Regions from separate parts of the Mus musculus genome. Here region 1 is linked to region 2. A link is a contact called in public promoter capture Hi-C data. All regions are on one chromosome and are shown on one strand. The core of a region is the stretch at or near the end of the contact, and the rest is flanking DNA. Distances in the headings are between cores, read along the strand shown. Region 1 holds the start of Derl3 (Der1-like domain family, member 3). Region 2 holds the start of Gstt3 (glutathione S-transferase, theta 3).

Evidence for each region. Capture Hi-C pulls out chosen DNA fragments and counts their contacts.
Region 1: a contact with region 2 is called in a promoter capture Hi-C map of liver. The contact joins the promoter of Derl3 here to the promoter of Gstt3 in region 2. A contact is called at or near these places in 2 of 39 promoter capture datasets (macrophages and neural stem cells), 2 of 484 Hi-C or Micro-C datasets (CD4 T cells and neural progenitor cells), 8 of 115 datasets of contacts at active chromatin or transcription factors (craniofacial prominence, effector CD8 T cells, embryonic forebrain and 4 more) and 4 of 9 other capture datasets (adipose tissue, liver, macrophages and 1 more).

Annotation. Positions count from the first base shown.
Region 1 is chr10:75,891,443-75,896,569 of GRCm38.p6, reverse strand. Derl3 (Der1-like domain family, member 3) reads right to left here and starts at 3,172. Exons shown (of 7, transcript NM_024440.2): 1 at 3,053-3,172; 2 at 2,886-2,951; 3 at 2,727-2,800; 4 at 2,510-2,603; 5 at 1,943-2,138; 6 at 1,441-1,531; 7 at 629-1,323. The coding sequence starts at 3,145. The coding sequence ends at 1,251.
Region 2 is chr10:75,779,806-75,785,321 of GRCm38.p6, reverse strand. Gstt3 (glutathione S-transferase, theta 3) reads left to right here and starts at 3,908. Exons shown (of 5, transcript NM_133994.3): 1 at 3,908-4,475. The coding sequence starts at 4,364. Gstt1 (glutathione S-transferase, theta 1) reads left to right here. Exons shown (of 5, transcript NM_008185.3): 5 at 1,089-1,509. The coding sequence ends at 1,283.

The sequences.
Region 1 (5,127 bases), core at 1,923-4,422, 110 kb before region 2:
CTCTGTGCTCAGCAAGTCCTTGTAGAGGTTGACAGTGTGTCAGCTCCTCTGCTGGCCTTAGTCCTGATGCATCCAGACAGGCTGCTGCCACCTGGAGGGACTGTGCTGCTCTAGAATGAATCCCTTCTAGAGGACTTAGTCATGTGTGGGCAGCACCTGGACAAGACATAATGAATATGCAAGCAGAAGTCTGTGCCAAAGTTCTAGCAGCCCCCAAAGCGTTAACTGAGTCTATCTCAACTGTGGCTGGGCCAACTTCTCCTTCCCCAGGCTGTTGTGGGGAATGGAAATAGCATGCCTGCCATGTGCCATCCTTTTGAGTTAGCAGTGTGTAGAGAGGTAGAGAGGAGGTAGAGCCTCTGTGCTTAGGGTGAGCTCATTCCTTTGTCCGTGGTTTGTGGTGTAGAATAGACATGGGTCTGCATCTGCTTGGCAATTTGGGCATGCAGGCTGTGACTGAAGACAGTGACGCTGGCACCCCAGCTCCACTCTGCTACCCTTACTCAGTGGGTCCACTAGGGAGTACTCTCCTCCACCCCATCTACCCCTCAGAATCTACCAGTCTTAAAACCCTCCCTCCTCTCCACAGCAGTGGCCCACCAGGTTTCACTAACATATTGAGTCAGACTCAGTAGAAAACATTTTTGATGCCATAGAAATAACAGGCCAGATTTGGGGAAATCCCGTACTGAGTGAACCCCGTGGGGCACATGTAGAGCAACAAAGAAAGCTAGGTAGGAAGGCCTGCACAGGCCTTCCGCTACAAGGCAAATGGAAGGAATGTCCCAGATCTACCTCCACTGTACACGGCTGCTGCTTAAATAGAGCTCAAGGCCCTGGGCTCACTAGCATGGCAGAGGGTCAGGCTTGTCCTCTGCACCTGAGACCATGGGACCTGTGTGTCACCAGCTGGAGAAGGTGAAGACTTGCTTGCTTTAAATGAAGACAGGCTAGGGGGTGGCATCAGCCCAGAGGCACCACGGTGGGATTCCTGTTGACTGGGCTGAGGTCTCCATGGAGGCATAGGCAATGTGAAGGTGAGGCCTGTGGGTACCTAGTTCAGAACTCTGCTCAGCATCTGCAGGCAGTCCGGGACCTCTCTGGGCCCTGTGTCCTGTCATTACCGCTGAGCAGAGATGGTACAGGGAAGTGGAGGGTGTTGCTGGCCGAGGTGGGCTGCTCAGCTGGAGCTGAGGTGGAGGGAAGGATAGAGTGCTGTCAGAGTGGGCTTCCTGCTCCAGGAGCTGCAGTTAGAGCTCTGGCTGCTCTTCGGGAAGGGGCAGGTAATCGGGGTCTTCCTGAGGGTCATCTAGTAGCAGCTTCCTGTGGGGAGGGGACAGTTACACTGAGCACTGCAGCAAACACAGGTCATCCCCCTCCCTGTGGAGTAGGTAGATTGGCACGGAAGGGGCCGTGGGGGAACCGATGTCCAACACTCACAACACGCTGGGGGTCAGCAGCAGTCTCTTGCCTCCGGGCTGGTTGGGAAAGACGTCTTCTAGGAAGTAGTAGATGTGGCCCACAAGGATCCCTGTGAGAGAGCCAAAGGCTGCCAGAAGCCATCTTTCACAGCCCAGGGTAACCCCAGGTTCCAGAGCCCAAGTACCCTGCTATCTGGCAGAATAAGATCAGAACTGGCCTTGAAAGACAGGCTTAAAGGGGCCCATAAGCGGACGAGGGGAGGAACTAGGAGCTTGAGAACACTGGGGGAGTAGGAGCCAGGAAGCAGAAACTGTAACCACCCCCAGGCAGACCAACTCAGTTCAGAAGGTCAACTGCAGATGCAAATCCTGTGGTCCAGCTGGATTGCTTGAGGGGCATTAATAACGAACAAGAAGTTAGGAGAAGATGAGGGGTTGGGAGGAGCCGGGGAAGGGATGTATGAGCTGGCTCCCTGGGAGCAGCAGGCCTGGGGGTGAGTGGCAACGGTGGGCCAGCTCACCTAACAGGTCTGTGACAACCGAGTTGCCCAGCAGCAGCGAGAAGCCCATGAGGGCCCAGGGCAGGAATGGTGCCTGGAAGTTGAGTAAGCCGAAGAAGTTGACCCTCACGTGAGGGCTGCGACGGCTCCATACATAGACCAGCATGGCCATGAGGGCCTGTCCCAGGAAAAACAGGCTGCCCAGGAATCCCAGCAGCTGGACCAAGAGTCAAGGCTTCCTGGAGCAGTCTGCTGCCCACAGTGCCTCTGACCCTTTCCACGGGTTCCCTCATATCCCTGGTGTATTCCAGAGATTTGAGAACCCCTTTCTGTGATTTCCAGGTACCCAGGCCCCATCAGTTCCCGTGCCTGCTCCTTCTGGCTCTTGCATCCATGTTTCAGAGCCTTGGTAGTCTACCAGACTGCCCTATATCTCCCTGTTGTGCTGTTCAGGGACACTGAAGAACTAGCTGGGGCACCTAAGCTAAATGGCTGCCAGGCTCCGAATGCCTGTCCCTCCTAGTCTGGGTCACGACAGATAAGAAGGCGACTCTTTGGTCCAATAATACTGAACATACAGAAGGATACAGTCATAAGAACACCACCGAAGAGAAACATGAAAACGAAGTCAGCCTTGCGGCCACGGAAAGAACCCTCCTCCAGCATGCGGCAGTAGCGGAACCTGCAACACTGGCATAGGAAGTGCCACGTCGACTGGGCCTCAGTTTCCCCCGTCACCACCCCAGCATAACCCCCATCCCGGGCTCACTCCACCCCCAGCCCCCGCCAAGGTGGCCCAGGATACACGAAGAGCATGTTGAAAAAGAAGCCGAATCCCAGGGGCCCGAAGAAGAGGAAGGTGGTGATGAGCCTCCAGACCTGCAAAGAGGTGGGGGTGGCGGTGAGGCGCGGGGATGGAGGGCAGGGTCCTGGCTGCCAGGCGCCTGGGTCAAGGCCGCCTCACCTGGAACTTCCGGAACACCAGGTGCGGGTTGAAGTAGAGCTGGAAGGGGCTGAGGAGCTCCAGCTGCTGTGGGACAGGAGGCAGTGTAAGCCCCGGGAAGCAGGCGACATCCCTAACCCACCGGGGACTGTAACCATGGTGCCGCCACGCCCGCCCGGCCCGCTCACCACTGCGGCCGTGGTGAGGACGCAGGCCGCGGTGTAGGCGCGTGTCACCGCGGGCACCTGCAGGAAGCCCGCCGCCAGCCTCTGCCCAGCCATCGAAAAATCCTTAGCGCGCGCGCTGGCAAACCCGCTCTCTTTACCCGCCCCCAAGCCCCGCCTCGCTCTCTGGGGGCCAATCAGCGTCCGAGGAGCCGAGCCTGGGGACTGGAAAGCCAATGGGAAGAGGAAGCGGGACGGCCAGGTGTATCCGAGGCGGCTAGCCAATGGGGAAGTCCCACGGTAGAGCACGTGGCGGTTGTTGTGGCTGCTATGGAGGCGTGGGAGGTGTTGTGGCCAATCGTTTGACAGCATCTAGAAAAGAACCAATAGCAAGGACCCACGAGATTGCCACGGGGGCGGGGCTATGAAAAGAGGCACAAAGAATCGAGAAATGGGGCGGGCCGAGATGCTGAACAGGCCTCAGGCCAACCTCCGGCTTTCTGGTGACATTCTGTAAAACTCTAGAATCCAGTTATCACTTGCTGGCTCCAGTCCTGACCTTCCTGGGTGTACGCTGCGGGGAGGACCAGGTTGAGGGTTCTGAGCCATGCAGGAGTAAGTGGGCAGATTGGAGAAGGACTTGAAACTTGGTAAAAGAGAAAAATGCCATTAGTCAATCATTTATTGAGGACCTACTGTGTGTCGAACATTCTGATAAATGCTGGGGATCCTGTAGCCAACAAAAGACACTGTCTATCATGGTCCAGACAGTTTGATACCGCGCAACCTAGAAAAGCTCCTCGATGGAAAATAATGCCTGAGACTCACCTCCACGGTAAGTAAGGTGACCTGTGAAGCCTATTTGAAGAGGTGACATTTAACTGTCACTTCTAAAAGATCCCTGTGCTCACTAAAAGGTTATACAAACAAAACAGTAACGTGCACTGTCCAGGTTATGAAAAAGTACACGTTTTTCTTGCGTTTTTTTTGTGGGGATTTAAAATGACTCAGCTTCTATGGGGAACAGTAAATGCGGTGCTCAAATGTAGAAAGCAAGACGACCACTGGGTGGAGTGGAGCTCGCCTTCATTCCCAACACTCCAAAGGCAGAGGCGGGGAGATCTCTGAGGGTCCGAGGCCAGTCTCGTCAACAGCGTTCCAGGCCAGCAAGGATTACATAGCGAAATGTCATCTCTAAATAAATAAATATACAATTATCAGACGAGGAAATTGGAGGCAGGATAGTGAGTTCTGATCATGATACCTGAGATACAAAACCAAACGCTGTCTCAGAAAGCTAAAATACTGATTTCATTTTATTCAAATAAAACTTAAAACATAGAATTACCATTGTACCCCTTAGCAAGTCTACCCAGAAGAACTTAAAGAGAAACGTTTGCCAGGCATGGTGTCATATACCTTTAATCCCAGCACTTGGGAGGCAGAGGCAGGCAGATTTCTGAGTTCATGGCTAGCCTGGTCTATAAAGTGAGTTCGAGGACAGCCAGGGCTACACAGAGAAACCCTGTCTAAAACAAAACTAACTAACTAGCTAACTAACTAGACAAGTACTGCAGCCCACCTACTTAGGAAGGGAAATGGAGTACTACTGTTGAATAGGCGCAGAGCTTTTGTTTGGAAAATGGAAAGTCGTACGAACGAATGCTGATGGTTGCACAAAATGTGAGCAGCCTGTAAGCTATATGCTTGTATACGGTTGGGACAGATTTTATGATGTGTGTATTTTATTGCTATGTTTGTTTGTTTATTGAGATGGGGACTCCATCCACACAGATGGCCTTGAACTCACAGACCTGCCTGATACTCACGGTGCTGGGATTACAGGCAGGTGCTGCCAAGCCTAGCTAAGTCCTTTTATTTTAATATATGCTATGATGCTGGTGATGGATCCCAGAACCTTGCACATGCTAGGCAGACAGCCTGTCATTGAGCTACATCCCCAGCCATGTTACTTCTTAAAAAGAAACGTCCGAGGGACTGGAGAGATGGCTCCGCGGTTTAGAGCACTGGCTGCTCTTCCAGAGGTCCTGAGTTCAATTCCCAGCAACCACATGGTGGCTCACAACCATCCATAATGA
Region 2 (5,516 bases), core at 2,659-5,158:
ATACCATATAGCTTGTCTTGTTGGCTTGATCAGGAATCATGCCATATCTGTCACTGTCCTTGACAGTCACCCCATAGTCCTGCCATCTTTAACATGCCGTTAGCACTAAAATTGCACTCTCACCAATGTCCTTTTCTGGTTCTATAGAGTGCCAAGCCTCAGTTGTTCTTAATGACCCCTTCATGCCTTCAGAACTAGTACCATGTGGGAGACTCCTACACATTATTTGTCAAGTTCTGTTGCCAGCTTTGTGGACAGCCTTGGCCCACCCTACTACTGGGCCACAGCTTCTATGTATTGACCCTGAGGAAAATACTTCCCAGAAGACATTCCCTCAATGACACTGGTCTGATAAACTACAGCTGCATTTTCAGTCCTAACTAACCAGTAGCCATTGTCCCACGGAAGCTCAGAATGTTTTACTTCTGCAGATTATTAATATGCCACACGAGTGGCCCTCACAGAATCTTCGAGGGACTCTCAAACTTCCCTTTGAAACTTTACAAACCAGGTCTCCACCATCTGCGTGTCTTGCACAATGGCATCTTTCAAGCTATCATAGAACAGCTTATTGATCTCTTGACTACTCAATGATTTTTATAGACCCAAAGTTCCAAATGCTTTTCCAACCCTTCCCTCCTAAAACAATGTGGTCAGGTCAGTTACAGCAACCCTATACCTCTGGCACCAATCTGTTATTCTAGTTTCCTTTCCTGTTGTTGTGATAAATATCATGATAAAAACAACTTGGTGGAGGAAATGAGTTAACTTCAGTGTATAGGTTACCATCCATTATCAAGGGAAACCAGGGCAGGAGCTCCAGGCAAGAACTTAGAGGCAGGAGCTGAAGCAGAACTATCAGTGGGAAAACTCTGCATACTGGCTTGCTCTGGCCTCACATTCAGCTCTCTTATATAGTCTAAGTCCATCTTTCCAGAATTAACATCACCACAGTGGACTAAGCCCCCATATAGACATTCCTACAAGCCAATCCGATGGAGGCAATCCCTCAGTTGAGTTCTCTCTTTCTATGTGTGTCAAGTTAAGAAGCAAAATTAGCCGTAAATTCTGTTCCCTTCTTGATATAGCCTGTAGGTGGTGGCTGCCCAGTCTTTGAAGGGCATCCCAGGCTGGCTGCATGGTACCAGCGAGTGGAGGCAGCTGTGGGGAAGGACCTCTTCCGGGAAGCCCATGAAGTCATCCTGAAGGTGAAGGACTGTCCCCCTGCTGACCTCATCATAAAGCAGAAGCTGATGCCCAGAGTGCTGGCAATGATCCAGTGACGTCAGACGCTTCATCCCTGCACCAGCTGCGGCAGTTCACAACTCACAGTTCACAATTCACAACTTGCATTACACTGGGGATGCACCTCACTCCTCACACCATGATGGCTCTCAGGCTCAGCTCCATCTTCACCCTTTTTCTGTGATAGCCACACATGACCTCAACTATAATCACTACTTTCCCCTTGAGTCTGGGTAATAAACTGGGGCTTGATTTGGGCTTTAATTTCTCCGTGTTGTTTCTTTAACCCTCTTCCTCTAATCCCGTTCAGTTGTCTTCCCGAAAGACAGCTCCGGTTCCCAGGCTTTGGGGATCGTTGACCCTCTCATGGTTGCCGCCAGCCATGAAGTCATAGCTAGGCATGGTAGCTCTTGTATGGGATCCAGCACTCAGCAGGGATGAAACAAGGGAGGAGAAGGAGATCACTGAGAACTCAGAGCCAGCCTGGGCTACATATTGAGATCCATGCTAGCCTGGGATACAGTGTGAGATTGTATCTCAATGAAACAGAACGACAAAGACAGACAGCAAGCCAAATCACAGCCGCCTTCCAAACTTCTGGACCTGGGAGAATGAAATCGCAGATGCCTCAGCTGCAGGCATGGGAATGCATTATTTGGCCGGACCAGCCTCTTGAACATTGTCCCTTCATAGGATCATCAAACCTTCCTGACCTACAGAATTGGTCAAGAGGAGGAAATACCTGGTCAGAGGTCATGCTCAAAACTCTTGGGTACAAACTGTGACTAGGAATGAAGGGCTTGCCAGGCAGTGGTGGCGCATGTCTTTAGTCCCAGCACTTGGGAGGCAGAGGCAAGCAGATTTCTGAGTTCAAGGCCAGTCTGGTCTACAGAGAAACCCTGTCTCAGGGAGTTACAAAAAAAAAAAAAAAAAAAAAAAAAAAAAAAAGGAATGAAGGGCTCAGTTGTGTTCTGGGATAGTATTCTAGTTGGGGGTGAGGGAGTGGACTGGAAGGCAGCCAGGAAGGAAGCTGAAAGATTGGATGTTGCTGTAGTTGGGAGTGGGGACGGGGAGAGGTAAACAAAGGTGACTTGTGGAGACCCGTTACACACCAAAGGGAAGAGGTGGGGAAATGAAGGGGCCTCTCCCTTCCAGTTTAGAGAGGTCAGCTTCCACTATGGCAAACAGACACTAAACGAGGGGGATAGGTATTCCTTAGAGAGAACGTCTGGTCGGGAGGTAGGAAGTGGGGGGAACACTCTAGAATGAACTGGGGACCTGGGAGGTGAGAGACTCTCAGGACTCAAAAGGGAGAGACTTTGGATGAAGGGCTCTACAGTGGGGAGGGAAGCTTGTAGTCAGGACAGGACATTAAGTGGAGGGATGGGATTCCCATCCCAGTCAAAAGTTCTGACTCAGAATTCTTGCAGTCTGAAGGAACTGCAGGGACAAAAATGGAGAAGAGCCTGAGAGAAAGGGTGTCCAGTGACAGGCCCAACTTGGGATCCAGCTCAAGGAGAGGCCCCAGGGCCTGACATTATTACTGATGCTATGGTGTGCTTACAGACAGGAGCCTAGCATGACTGCCCTCTGAGAGGCCCGACAAGCAGCTGAAAGTCAGATGCAGACACAAGCACCCAACCAATGGACAGAAGCTTCGGCCCCCCTGTGAATTGGGGAAAAGCTGGAAGAAGCTAAGGAGGAGGGGCAGCCCCATGGGAAGACTGGCAGTCTCAACTGACCTGGACCTCTGAGATCTCTCAGACACTGAGCCACCAACCAGGCAGCATACACTAGCTGGTTCGAGGCCCCTGACACATATACAACAGAGGAATGCCTGGTCTGGCCTCAGTGAGAGACTTGAGGCCCCAGGGAGTGAGGAGGTCTGGTGAGGTGGGGGTGGGGTGGGGACATCCTCTTGGAGAGGAGGGGTAGAGGAGACAGGAGATGGGGGTGGTGGTAGTGACCTGGAGGGGGATGAAGACTGAACTGTAAAAAGGAATTAAAGAATTAAAAAAAAAATGTCTGGAACCAGGAAGACAAAGCCATTCTCAAGTTTCCCAATAATCTGTGGTGCCAAGACACTTTTTTTTTTAAAGAATTATTTGTTTATGTCTATGAATACATTGTCACTCTCTTCAGACACACTGGCAGAGGATGTCAGATCCCATTACAGATGGTTCAGGACCTCTGGAGGAGCAGTCAATGCTCTTAACTGCTGAGCCATCTCTCCAGCCCTTGTAGTAGTAGTAGTTGTTGTTGTTGTAGTTGTTGTTGTTGTTGGTGGTGGTGGTGGTTAGTTGGTTTTCCCCCATCATTTGGAGATTTGGGGAAATGATGATGTCATATAGGACTTAGGTGCCCCTGGCTGCCACTGAAGATTCCTTTTCTTTTTTTTCTTTTTCTTTTTCTTTTTTTTTTTTTTTTTTTGCATTAGGCGGAGAAGTTTTATCCAATCCTAGGCATGTCTTCAATCCTCCCTCCTGCTAGAGGGATTAGCTGGGGTGAAATAAATAAGAATAAGGAGGCCTGATCATTTCCCTCACGGGGTGTGGACCTAGCATTTACATACTTGGCCACTCATTACAACCAACCTGAGTCCTGGGCCCAAGGAACTGGATGGGATTGGTAGTCTCACTTCCTTCTTCCTTTCTGTGTCAAGGATCTCCGAAGCCACTCCTCCCTCAACCTTTTTTGTGAGTGGAGGGAAAGAAAGTGAATTTGAGGGCAGTTAGCACGGCTAATCTGCCCCTAAATTCACCAATAGAGACGCCGGTTGTGTCAGTTTTTCCTTTACTGGGTTCCGTTCCTCATTTGGCTGAAGCACGGAGGTACAGGGGCCAGTTTGGCTCCAAACCAAGACTCGGGCTCATAGTTCAGGTTCATCTGTTTCGGGGGTTAACTTGCAGTCCGGCACTGATTGGCCCAAAGTTCTTGTGGTCATCCAATGGGAAGGAAGATTGGGATCGAGCTCCGATCGAGGCTAAGAGGCACTTGAGGAGCTGGGACCCAGCCGTTCCTGCTCGCCGTTGCGGCTGCTCCGGCTTCTGTCCCCAGAGGCAGTTCACCCGAGGCTAGTTCCCGAGGTCTGCCAGCGGCTACTCCCACAGCCTCCGCCATGGGTCTGGAGCTCTACCTGGACCTGATGTCCCAACCCTGCCGTGCTGTCTACATCTTCGCCAAGAAGAACGGCATCCCCTTCCAGCTGCGTACCATAGAGCTGCTTAAAGGTGGGCTCAGTTGGCAGGCTGGGAAGTGTGCAGCCTTCTGTACGGAGCACCTCCCACCTCTGCAGCGGGTGGGTGACTGGCCAGGCCAGGTGTGCAAAAGCCGCTCCCGTGAGAAAGCAGTTGTATCAGTTATCAGCTGTGAATTTTTAAAGGACCTTTTCCTAGTGAATAACATCAGTCCCAATACCGGATGCAAAGGCGCCCTGGAAGCTACGGCGAGAGGAGGGGAGCTGGGCTTGAAAATCTCACCTTTGGAGATTTAAGAATGGTGATCCTTCTTAAAGACTTTGGAGAGAAAAAAAAAAGTTGAACTAACTCCTTTCCTAAATGAGGGAACCTCGTCTTGCATTTCTGCATGCTGGGCTAGAAAAGGGTTGTTTTGCTTGGGTGGGTGATCTTTCACTCAAGACTCTTGTGTGTTTCCTGTCCACCAGAGCAAGTCCCCTCCAGTGTCCAGGCTTGCGTGCCATTAGTTGTGTGTGTGTGTGTGTGTGTGTGTGTGTGTGTGTGTGTGTGTGTATTTTACTGGGGACCGAACCAGGATATCTATTATATATGCCACCACCGAGCCATGCTCCCAAAGCTCTTTCTACTTGTCATTTTGAGAAAGAGTCGCAGTAAGAACAACAGCATCCTCTTACAACTTCATACCATGCAGGTGCTTAAAGGTGGGCTTTGCTGGCTGGCCCGGAAGTCTGCAGCCTGCTGAACTTATGCAGCCGTTGGCAGTCAGGCGAGGGGTGCAAGTGAGTCCCGGTGTTGCGCTCTCAGTTAGCCCAGTGAAACATTGAACTGGTTGAGTTTCCCAAGAAGCTGAATTACAGGCTTGCCAGACCCGCTTCACCCCCCCTCTCCTCCCCTCCTCCCCCAGATCACACACAAACACACCTGCTTCTAGATGTTAACTCTATAAAAGTTGCCAATCAGCTTGAGGGTTGAGTGAAAGGACAGTGGGAGGGGCCACTCTGCCTTGAGTTGGAAAATCACTGCTCTGATTAGCCTTGGGGGGGACGGGGGGAGTGGGGCAGAAACCCAGCTACT